2 separate regions of the Mus musculus genome follow, and region 1 is linked to region 2. A link is a contact called in public Hi-C data. All regions are on one chromosome and are shown on one strand. Each heading gives the region's core, a stretch centred on a gene start, on an enhancer-like site or on the middle of the called end of the contact. The rest is flanking DNA. Distances are from core to core; before and after follow the strand shown. Region 1 overlaps Maml3 (mastermind like transcriptional coactivator 3). Region 2 has its middle 23 kb from the start of Setd7.

What was found. Hi-C and Micro-C count contacts between places; a contact is called where the count stands out from the background.
Region 1: a contact with region 2 is called in a Hi-C map of the N1E-115 cell line, with 4 times the contacts expected there. The contact joins two enhancer-like sites. A contact is called at or near these places in 1 of 484 Hi-C or Micro-C datasets (the N1E-115 cell line) and 5 of 115 datasets of contacts at active chromatin or transcription factors (bone marrow-derived macrophages, embryonic forebrain, embryonic stem cells and 2 more).

What each region holds. Positions count from the first base shown.
Region 1 is chr3:52,042,839-52,048,446 of GRCm38.p6, forward strand. All of the region lies in intron 1 of Maml3 (mastermind like transcriptional coactivator 3), which reads right to left. Among named protein-coding and RNA genes, the nearest start is that of Maml3, 59 kb to the right of the region's middle. Within about 2 kb of position 2,048, at least 81 of the 459 cell types and tissues checked have an H3K27ac peak or open chromatin away from gene starts, as enhancers often do. A contact at or near this core is called in the N1E-115 cell line, where this site is marked.
Region 2 is chr3:51,581,256-51,586,950 of GRCm38.p6, forward strand. No RefSeq gene overlaps it. Among named protein-coding and RNA genes, the nearest start is that of Setd7, 23 kb to the left of the region's middle. Within about 2 kb of position 2,511, at least 31 of the 459 cell types and tissues checked have an H3K27ac peak or open chromatin away from gene starts, as enhancers often do. A contact at or near this core is called in the N1E-115 cell line, where this site is marked.

The sequences.
Region 1 (5,608 bases), core at 798-3,297, 460 kb after region 2:
TATCTGAATAGTCCTACTAAGTGCTGGGAAAAATTATCTGAATAGTCCTACTAAGTGCTGGGAAAAACCAACTATTTAGTTCTCAAAATAAGCCTACACCAGGAAATACTGTTATCCTGTTTGGCAGCTGAGGCAATCCAACGACTAGCAGGTGGCAGTGACAGAATTTAAACCTAGACAGCCTAGTCCTTTACTACAAAGCTAAGCCACTGTACTGAAACATTTTAAAAGTCCTGTGCATGCGTGTGAACAGGTGTACACGTGCGTGTATGTTTGTGTTGTACATGTATCAAAGGAGAACCTCCAATACTATCCCTCAGACACCATCTGTCTGTTTTTTGAAGACTGGGTCTTCATTTTTCTGGAACTCAAAGAAAAGATCTGCTTCCCCAGCTCAGGGACCCCCAGCCTTTGCCACCATTTACGTCTTCCACAAGGGTTCTACGGATCAAACTGGGGATTGCATGTACATCCAGCAAGCTCTTTTCTGACTGAGCCATCCCCACAGCCTTGGACACGCCTTTCTTTAAATAATGTATTCATCTTCTTGGAGAGGCCATGGTGACTGCTACATAAGCCATGAAATCTCACTTAGCCTTCCTTCAGAGGATAGACTGAAACCCTTCTAACAGTGACAAGCCAGCTTCCCTACCATGACCTGGTGACATCCTGGAGAAGTCTACACTAGGTACCCTCCAAGAAGACTGTCTGCCTGCCAGGCACAGCTCCTAACCAGACTACTCTCTCTACTCCAGACAGGCTGGCTGGGAACTAAAGAGTTGTCTAAATGCCTTCCAGCATCTGACAGTTTAAGATGTGAACTTCCATTAGTTAGATACCAGATTCTCCTCCAGTTAACGCTGGTGTTTTCCTGGTGTTTTCTACCTCTGGTAGTGGAAGCATGGCCTGAAGCAAACCAGTTCCTATTCTGGAAATGGCCGGCTCTCTCCTAAAGTAAGACAAACTAATTCATAGCTATAACCCAGAGGGAATACTTAGTAAAAGGGGAGCGAGACCATGCTGTGCTGTGTGGGCTGAAGGAAACACACAACAAAAACAGCAAGCCTACCAGACAGAGGTTTTTAAAAAAGTGTTGGGCCCTGCAGAGTTCTAATGCAGTAGACAGCAAGTACCTAGAGGGAAAGGGCTCTCAGTGCCTCGTGTAGTCTGCTTATCTCAAGTCTAAACCAATCATCTTGATGGTTGGTTATGGCCAGGATAGGGTTTAGTGGCCTTTCTGAGAAGAGCAGGAAGGCCTAGCCCAGCTCATTCTAGACTGGATTCCTCTCCCTACAAGGACCCCGCCTTTCTCTGCAGTAAGGGTTTCTACTGAGTAAGCAAGAGAGAATTCATAGTTTTATTGATTTCTCTCACTCTGACTGGAAAGGGCTACAAGCCGCAGGGAGGTGTCGCCTCTGCTGCTTATTGCTATATCTGACCGGGAAACTCAGTTTTGGAATAGAAACTTAATAGAAAAGAAGAAAAAGGAAAAAAAAAAATCAGAGGGTTAATTGCCTGCCTGGTGGGAAAGATGGCAGGTCTGGCTGAGTCGAGGTCCTTTGTGGTCACCAAACCCTTATGACTGACAGTTATCACAGTCACCTCCTACTGCAAAGCAACTTTTACAGCTTTTATATCTCCAAATGAAACCAAAGATCTGATCTGCCTACCAGAGTCAAGGACACAAATCTCTCAAACTCTCCTGGGGGCAAGAGGGGAATGGAGCCTGGAGCTGGGAGGAGAGACTAGGCAAACTTGCCTTTCTCCACCCACTCACTCTCATCCCTAAAGTAGAATAAAATAAGCTGGGAGGCCGGGTAAGGCCTGTTAACCCAGAAGCCTGCCTCCAATTAATGTGATATTGCTCCTTTAAAACCCTGTACGAGAACGGCCCGGCTGCTGCTGATCCCAAGGCTGCGGCACGGTAATTGTCACTTAGCCACTTAACTCCCCGCAGCCCGGCTCACACGCTCCTTGAGGTTTATCTCTCAGCCAATTACTGCTGTCATTTGCGTTTCAATGTGTGGAATCAGAGGCCAGGCCCAGGAATACAGCACAAGAGAAACCCCCTTGGGGGACAGGAGCCTACTAAGACCTAGTGGCTGATGGGGTGAGACACAAACAACCCACCAGGGTGGGAGTGGCCGAGGGGCTTCCTCGAAGGGGAGGCCCACTCCGGCTGGGCTGTGGTCCTTTTCGGGCCTCTTCACTGGGGCAACCGAGAAGACGAAACATCTCGCTTAAAACATCGCGTCGGTTCCAAATAATGATGGCGATAATTAAAAAGCAACAGAAATTTAGCTGTGGAGCGATTGTGGACAGGAGGCAAGGTAATGTACAGAAGCCGGTCACAATGAACGATTACTAAGTCAGGACAAGCAAGAGAGACAGAAGCCAAAGCAGAGAACCCTCATTTTAGGCCACACTGCTCTTTCAAGCAACGAGGGGGGGGGGGTGGAGTCAGGTAGTGGCGGGATGGGGGTTGGGGGAGGGGCACTTAACCCTTTGCTAGTTCCGCCCTAAAATCCCTGGGAACTTGGGAGCCTCCTCAGCTAGCCCTGAGTGGGCACACCAGAGCTTGCTTTTGTGGTCTCTTGGATTTTAGGTCGGTAGCAAGTCTCTGCCTTTTAAAAGAAGACATGTAGGCTTGGCACAGTGCCACCTCGATCCCCTCACTAGGCTGACTGAGGCTGGAGGATCCTGAGTTACAGGCCAGTCTGGGATACATAAGAAGGAGGTCTCAAAGCGTGCCCTGTCCTCCCCCCAAAACATTCCTTAAAGGCACAGCCAGGTATGAGATGAACCAGAAAAGAAAACAACAACAACAACCACCATTTATGAATCCTCCTGTGGAGAGTCAGGTTTGGCAAAGATGCCCTCCCTTGAAGGGTGAATGGAAGTGGATCTCAGCCTCTTAGGGTTTGGTTTTCTCTGCCTCCCACACAAAGGCAACATTTCCTGCACTGTATTATAGTTTTTATTCCTAAAGTTTTAAGCCATTCCTGTCTACCCAGGCAACTTTATAGCTGAAGTGAATTAACTTAGCTGGGGGTGGGGGGGGGGTCTTCATTTGGAAGTGGATCTACCTGAGGAATACACACATACACACACACACACACACACACACACACCCTGACCACACAAGGTAGAGAAAGAAAAGAAGCAGAGAAGAAAGCTGTGGGAAGGCAGCTCCCGCAGGACACCGTAGGACTACTGTGACGACGGACCAGCCGGAGGGGTAGGGAGCCAACTTCAGTCTGTGAGCCAGGAGGCTATAAGAAGCACGCTCCCTCTGACATTCCATCCTCCACAACTCCAGCAACCACAGGAGGAGGGCCTAAGCCGGAAGAGACCTGTTCTAGCTGGATCTATCTCCGCCTGTCTCTAGGTTGAAAATAAAACTCTGAACTTCTCTGCCAATGAGCTCTGCCAGGCCCGATGACGTCCCGGCACGTCAGTTCTATTTGCAGGCAAGGTCCCTGTGCACCAGGTGAGGAGGAGTCTGGGCAGAGGACTCTGGGATGGTGGGCCTGACTTCCCACTGTGCACAGCCGAGATCTGAAAAGAGCTGCCGGGGTGCTAGTAATTGCACACGTCAGCGAGAGCTGTGCAAAGGAGAGTGGGCTCAGAGAGAGCTAATTGCTATCCTCGGGCTATGTGCTCCTTGTTGAATACCAGAGCGGGAAATCTGATCTGTGCAAAGCAAAGGAAAATCACCAGTAAAATAAAACAAGGAGGCAGCCTGCCCACGCTGGCCACAGACTCCCATTTGTCCTTCCCTCATCTACCGTCATCCTTATTATTAAGAAAATCTATAAATCTGGAACTCTTAGATTTCTTTCTCTTTTCTGTCACTGGGGACAACTGAGCACAGAGACTGGCTCCTCAGATAATGGTGGCCCCAAATGAAGCTCCTAAGGATCCCGAGAGTCTAACTTTCTCCTCCTTTTCATGTCTGTTTGCAAGGATTTATAATCATCGTCATCACCATCATTATCGTCTAAGCAGAACCACCATTTGAACCTCTCCTTCCTTGCTTTCTCCCACTTCCTCGGTCAGTGTCTTAGCTCATTAATTCCTGGCTCTCTGGATCCTGAAGTGTGCGATAAGCTGCTCTTTTTCTTTTGTCTCAAGGCCAAAAAGACTTTCTGGAGAGGCAAGCTCCACAAGTCCGGCCCTCCCGGCCGTGAGTGACAGCTTAGAGGAGCTTTGGCAGCCTGCCACCGATAGCCAAGAACACAGAGCCGTCCAATCAGCAGCATGAATCCCTTCCTACTGCGACACGGGGGCAGCCTTTCTTCAGCTTGGCTGCTGACACCCAAGGATCTCAGAGTTGCCTCCGCCTGTGATCCTGCCTCTTCCTCAAAGGACCTCACAGTGTACGGACCTTGGGTTCATCCTTCTGCGGTGGTTCCGTCAGATTCAGTTTAATCATGGGAAGAGCTTTAGCTCCTCCCACTTCACACTCCACGCATTTCCTGCTCCCCCTGTCTTGACAGAGCAAAAATCAATGACTCTGCCACTGTGGGTTATCCAGGGTGATAGCAAGAGCCTGTCTTGGATCTCAGTGCCTCCCCACAGACCTGCACACCCCAAACTGGAAACCATGAGTTCTTTCTAAAGAGACCTTTCTAAAGAGACTGATGGTCCACCAATCCTTCAGGCTGGGCTCCTATTCCCTCCTCATCTCCCATCTCTAAAAGCAAAAGCTTTTTGCATTTTATTTCACTCACATTTCTCAAATCCAGCTCCCAGCACCCTGAGATGAGGGCACAGCCCCTTAGCTCAGCCCCGAGCCCTCCTCTGTGTCTCTTGCCCAACACCAGGAGAGAGCTAACACTAATGCCCCACTTGTTCCAAGGCCTTCCGCGTGGCATCTGAAAGCTGTTCCCTTCCAGTATCGCCAAGCTTAGTCCTGCCTGCATCAATCTCCTGCTGCACTAGGGATCTCCCATGCCCTGCTCAGTCTCCGTTATTCCTCGTACCACTTCACCCAGCTAAACCCACGGCTTTGCTCAAGAGCTCCCCAACTGCATGCTGGGCTCGGTGATGCTCTTCCTGGCTCCTGGAACTCTAAGACACATCTCTGTCATTGCACGGAGCTCCTCCGGATTGTGTCCACTCTCACAGTCTAGCCTCAGAACCTAGTGACACACCGTGGACACCTGTTACACACAGGAGACTCTCAGCATTTGGGATATTGGATTTGGACTTTCAGATTACTGGGTAATGCCATCTGTTTCTTACCACGGGGCAATCAGTCAATATCTGAGTCTCAATTAGACCCATTTGGGAGTTATCTATTTAAAGAGAGCAGACGTCCAGACACCAAAGACGATACCTATGTAACATATTTTGTCTGGCAACTTCTGTGCTTTGGGGTACTTAACATGATGAAGACAATGACGGTGACAATGACGTCAACCATGACAGGAAGCAGGAGATGATTAGGCATCCGTTTATTCTCTGAGGCTGTGGAACTGCTTAAAACAGCACCGAATGAGTCACACAGCAAGACAGCTCACTTATCTTAAAATCTGAACTAACCAGAATCCAGCTTGGATCCTCCTCAATCAGCCATGCTTCTGAGAAGACAATGTACGTTCCA
Region 2 (5,695 bases), core at 1,261-3,760:
AAACTGGCTGGCCTTAGAGCCCTTGAACCCTCCTGACTCTGCCTTCCAGCCATGGGGAGAGCACTTACAACTCTAATTTTATACGTGGGGATAAACTCAAGTCCTGGTGCTTGTTGTGGCAAGCTCTCTTTACACACTGAGCCATCTCTCCAGCCCACAAATGATTCCTTTTGTAAGAATTGTACTTTGTGGGTAATAGCACAGACTGCTCTTCCAAAGGTCCTGAGTTCAAATCCCAGCAACCACATGGTGGCTCACAACCACCCGTAATGAGATCTGATGCCCTCTTCTGGTGTGTCAGAAGACAGCTACAGTGTATTTATGTATAATGATAAATAAATCTTTGGGACTGAACAAGTGGAGTTGACCAGAGTGAGTGGGGCCAACTGGAGCAAGCAGAGGTCCTAAAAATTCAATTCCCAGCAACCACATGAGGGCTCACAACCATCTGTACAGCTACAGTGTACTCACATACATAAAATAAATAAATCTTTTTTAAAAAATGACGCTTTCTTATATGTGTACACGCCACTGCATTTTCGCAATCTCAGCTTAGAGTATTGTCCTTTTTTTTTCTTGATTAGGCTAGCAGATATGTATATATGTACACACACACACACACACACACACACACACACATATTCACCATTGCTGTTCTTTTGCTTTGTTTGGTTTCCAGGGATCCATCCCTTCCCTCCTACACCTCACCCCCTCTTCCCTTCCTTTCTTCTGCCTCACTGAGTAACACTGGCCGGGAACTCACTCTGTAGACCAGGCTGGCCTTGAAGTCAGAGATCCTTCTGCCTCTGCCTCCCAGATGCTGCGATGGATGGCGTGTGCCACCACTGTCCAGCTTAGATTATTTAAGATATCCAAAAACATTGTAAATGCCATGCAACAGTTATTCTACTGTAATGTTTAGAGAATGGTGGTGACGAATCAGGATACGGTCAGCACCACGGCATCCCCCAAATCTTGTCAATTATAGTTGGATGCACAGATGCAGAACACACGGGTATAGGTATGACTGACTAGAGTGTTAGTTCTGCCTTTCTGTTTTCCTTAGACTTTAAAACTTTTTTTGAGTTGAATAATTTTCTTCAGGTTCATTCTTCTTAAATAATTTTTAAGTTAGTATTATTTATTTACTTGTTCCTGTGTTTGTTGATTTGTGTTGTTCCGTGGGGCACACGTGGAGGTCAGAGAACAGTTATGGGAACCTTATAGGAGTCAGTTCTTTCTTTTTAACTGTGTGACTCCTGGGAACTGAACTGAAAGGTTGGCAGGGTGGGCCTTTACCTGAGCCGTCTTGGCAGCCCAACAAATGATTTTGAGAGTTTGGGTTTTCCTTTTAAGACAGACAGACAGACAGACAGATACAATCTCTGATTATATTTCACAGGTTTTAATAAGTAGGATTTTCCTTATTATTTGCTAAATGATCTGGCCTTTTGTCTTTATTCATGGAAATGGAGGATTTTTAGACACAAATGATCCATCATCTTTAAGCCTTGCTGTTGGGTGATGCTGGCCTGGATGCTACTTCTTTTTCTCGAGGCTTCTGCAGATTAAAACCAATAAAGCCTTTTAACAGAATTCCTGTGTCGTGTGTGCTCAATAAGGCTAAATTGCCCTTCTCTGCAGTTTGGGAGGAAATGGAATTGGAAGATGGAACTCCGAGTCCTAACTCTGCCACTTTTTATTGGTAACCAAATAAATAACGCGATTTGAGCCTGGCTTCGTGTACAGCTGTAAGGCTGCTCTGTGTTCTCTTCTGTGCAATTTAGGGCTGCGAGGAACTTGGAATTAGTTTCAATTAGGCTGGCTTAATGATTTCTAGGCCCACTTGTTAGTTGAGTCAGCTTGGCCTTGGGACCTGGAGATGCTGAGTACAGCTCTTGCCGCAGTCAAGCTGATGCCGTGGCTTCCTTGTATCTTCCTGCTCCACACAGAGGAGAAAAACATCCAGACGACCCTGGGCGCTCATTTCCTCCATCTTCTTAGGATAGGCCCTAGGGTTGGCTGGAAGAGATGGTAGCCTGGTGTCAGAGCAGGCTCTGTGGAGACTCTTCCAGGAGGGGCAAAGCTCTCCTGTCACAAAGGTCTCTCCTGCTCAGTTTTCTGGTTGATTTGGCATTTCCTGTCCACAGACTTGGAGATTGTCTTGGCTGTCTCTCTGGTGTGGCTGCCTTTCTGTGACAGGGACCTTACAGCTGCCATAACATGGCTACTTCTTTGCCTGTAGGTTTTCAACACCTGTCCTGCTTGTACAGCCCATATGATTTGATGGCCACAGAGACATACTTTACACCTATGGTGTCTTATAATCCCATAACAGATGATACTATGGAAACGGTGGAAACACCCGGTGCTCAGAAAACACCAGAAATTCCCCCTGAAAGAAGCAGAGAAATAAGTAGAACTCCAACTGCTTTGGTTTGACCCAGGATTTCAACTCCAGGGAGCCATTCCCATCCTAGACTTCGCGGTTTTCCTGTAGGTGGCGCTAAAGGGTCTGATTCCACCAGAGTCTGTTTCTTATGACAAGATTACAGCAGAGGAAAGTGTATGGAACACCATTTCTTCTTTGTCCGCTAGCCCCACGAGGGTGAGCGGCAGCCCCGAGGTAACATGGCGATGCCACAGGAGAAAATTAACATACGGTGATGAAAATATACTTCTTTGAGGAGTGATTTAATTCTAGACAGATTCTGCTTACACAGTCTCAGAAGAGGCAGGAACAAGTGTACAGCCAGCAGCAAGGCCGTCCCTCGAGGTCCCAGTGTGGAGATGAGGTAACCCATGGCTTCTCCACCCCTCACTGCTCCTTTGATAGTTATTTCCTTGATTTCATAGGGTAATTGTGGGCCCTGCAATATCTGAATGTTCCTCAGCTTCCTGTTGACTGTAGGAAATAATTTGTTGGTGTCTGGCTGTCGGAAGTCCCCTGCGAGGCACATCTGGTTTTCAAAGGATCGACAGTGTGCGAGACCTCCCACTCTTCCTCACAGCAGTCTTACCCCCCACCCCCCTTAGTGCCTGCCATTCAGAATGTAAGCCATCAACTCCCTGTTCTTGCCACCGTGTCTGCATCTTGATGCCATGGTTCCCTGCCTTGGCAGACTCTTATGTTTTTCTTCTGTGAGTTGTCTGTTTGTGGTGGGGTGTCATAGCAATGGAAAAGAGACCGACATGCTCCACACGCTGTCTTCTGAGACCCGCTGGAGCACACGTTAACACATTCCCATCTTCTCTTCCTAGCTCAGCAAAAGAGGGATTCTCTGGAGTCCAGGTCACTCCCCAACGAACATTCTCCTTGGACTCAACTTTCGTTTGACTTATATGCTTGCCTTAGGGCAGCCAGAGTGATAATGGATGTCTGTGTGTACACTTTCCCAGGGGATGCAGGGGATGGTGATGCAGGGCGAATGGAGCTCTTGTAACTATGTGTCAGTTAGCTTCCATTGTAACAAGAACATAATTTAAGGGAGGAAGGGCTGGATCCACGGTTTCTTGGCTCTGTTGCTTCTTGGCCCCCACATAATCAGGCAGCATAGCATGAGCATGTGGCAGAACAAAGTGGGTTAGCTCTCAGATAGCAGTGTGCACTGGTGAGAGTGTCCTAAGGGAAAGGCATTCCTCCACAGATCAGCCTTCTCCATCCAGGCCCCACCTCCCAGGAGTCCACTCATCTAAGGTCTGTCAGTAAACTAATCCACTGTAGAAGTTACTGCTTTCCTGGTGTTTGCAAGCTCCGCTCAGAACTCACTGGCTGGCAGCTGGCAACTGAAGGCTGCTCGGGTCATAGCATGTGCAGCTGTGCCCTTCTCTCCATCTTAGCATGGATCCTGGGTACAGGGCCCAGGCTAATAGACTTTAAGCTGGACCTTGCTGCTGCGTATGATGGAGACACAGCAACCAAATGGCCCGCTCTTCTCCTATATCCTCCAGATCATACATTCCTTCTTCCAAATGCAAAACCTCCCCTCGTGCCTCTGGCAGCCAGCAATCAGAGACAGCCAAACTGCGAGTATCACAAATTATTTATCAATGAAGTGGCATGGTGTTGCCTGTGCCCTGGACTACTTGATGCTCCACCTTACCTGCCCTTGGGAGTTGGAGGTGAGGTGGTGCAGACTCCCATAGCAGGTGAGAGATGCCACAGAAAGCTCATCTGCTGCAAGCTCCCTTTCATACCCTCCACCAGCAGCACCCCACTGGTCCCCAGAAAGCATCTCTTTTAAACTGCAGTTCCCGATTGGCTGGCATTGTCTGTGTCAGCAATCCTTGGTCTCTCAGGCAGTCCTCAATCAGGTCCTCTTGTAGGAGATGTGGCTGCGAGGCCTCTGGCTTTTATGCCACTCTTCCTCCTACATCATGGAACCTAGCCTTCCCTGGGAATCTGTAAGGAGTCCCTTTCCCTAACACTGCCACATGGAATCCTGTCATGTTTTCTCTGTGGCATTAATATCTCTTCTAGTAAATCTTTGCCTAAATAGCAATCTGGCTCAGTGTTCCTTGTGAGTCCTGATTCCCAAACATCCAGCCTCAAGCATTGAATCCGTGAGCCTTTTAAAACATTTTATACCCAAACCACAACACACTGCAAAGCTGTACACCTCGGGCTCCTGAGTTGGAAGGGGTGATAGGAACTGAGAAGAAGTTGATAGAGGACAAGAAAGATAGAGTGAAGATAGAGTGACCTCATGGCAGAGAAGTAATATGGTTCCAGGATTTCCCAAGCTGCTTTCTTTAAAAATTTTTTTATTACATTTTATTATTTTGATGGTGGTGGTGGTGGTGGTGATGTGTGTGAAGAGGTCAAAGGACACCTTGCAGGGATTGGTTCCCTTCTTCTACTGTGTGTGTACACCAGAGATGGAACTCAGGCCCACAGACCTGCTATCAGGTGCTTCAAACCACTTCGCCATCTTACCTGCCCTTCCTAGATTTCTAAAAACTATACTTCACAGTTTGAAATCTAGGATCTGTGACTTTCAGTGATTCCTTGGTACAACTCAAACAAGGGGAGAGCGTTGATCTCATCAGACTGCCCCAGCTATGAAAGGAGTTTTGTGTCCGCTGTACAAATGCCATTTAAATCTATTCATTTCCTGCTCTGTTCATTCCTGAGTCATTCATTTGAGCCTTCTAATATAACCTGGCTCCCCAAGAGGCTGCCCCTAAGCGCTGCTCCTCTTAACAGAACTCCAGGAATTCCAAAGATAGTTCAATTTGGCATTTTTGGGGGGATGTTCCCCAAGGAAATATTAAATCAGGTTTATCTCTCACAGCAAAATAATAAATGTTTTCTAGTGTATAAATTAGTCTCCTGACAATTCGGCTATAAATACACACAGTAGAGCTTGAACTAAGAAAATTGAGCTTATTTTTAACAGCAGGTCAAATAGTTCTTCCTCAGAACATTTATCTTTAACTTTTCAAAAGCAATTTTATGGCATTCATTCATTCATTCATTCATTCATTTAGTGCCTAGTATGTATAATGGCTTCTTGTAGGTACATCATTGAGCAGATCAACAAAACTCCTGTGGGTTTTTTTTTTTTTTTTTTTTTTTTTGCTTTTGTGAAGATAGTATCTTGGAACATTATGTGTGTATTTATTTGTTTGGGTGATTACAAATACATTTTTTTTTACATTTACATGTGTGTGTGTGTATGTAAGACAGACAGCG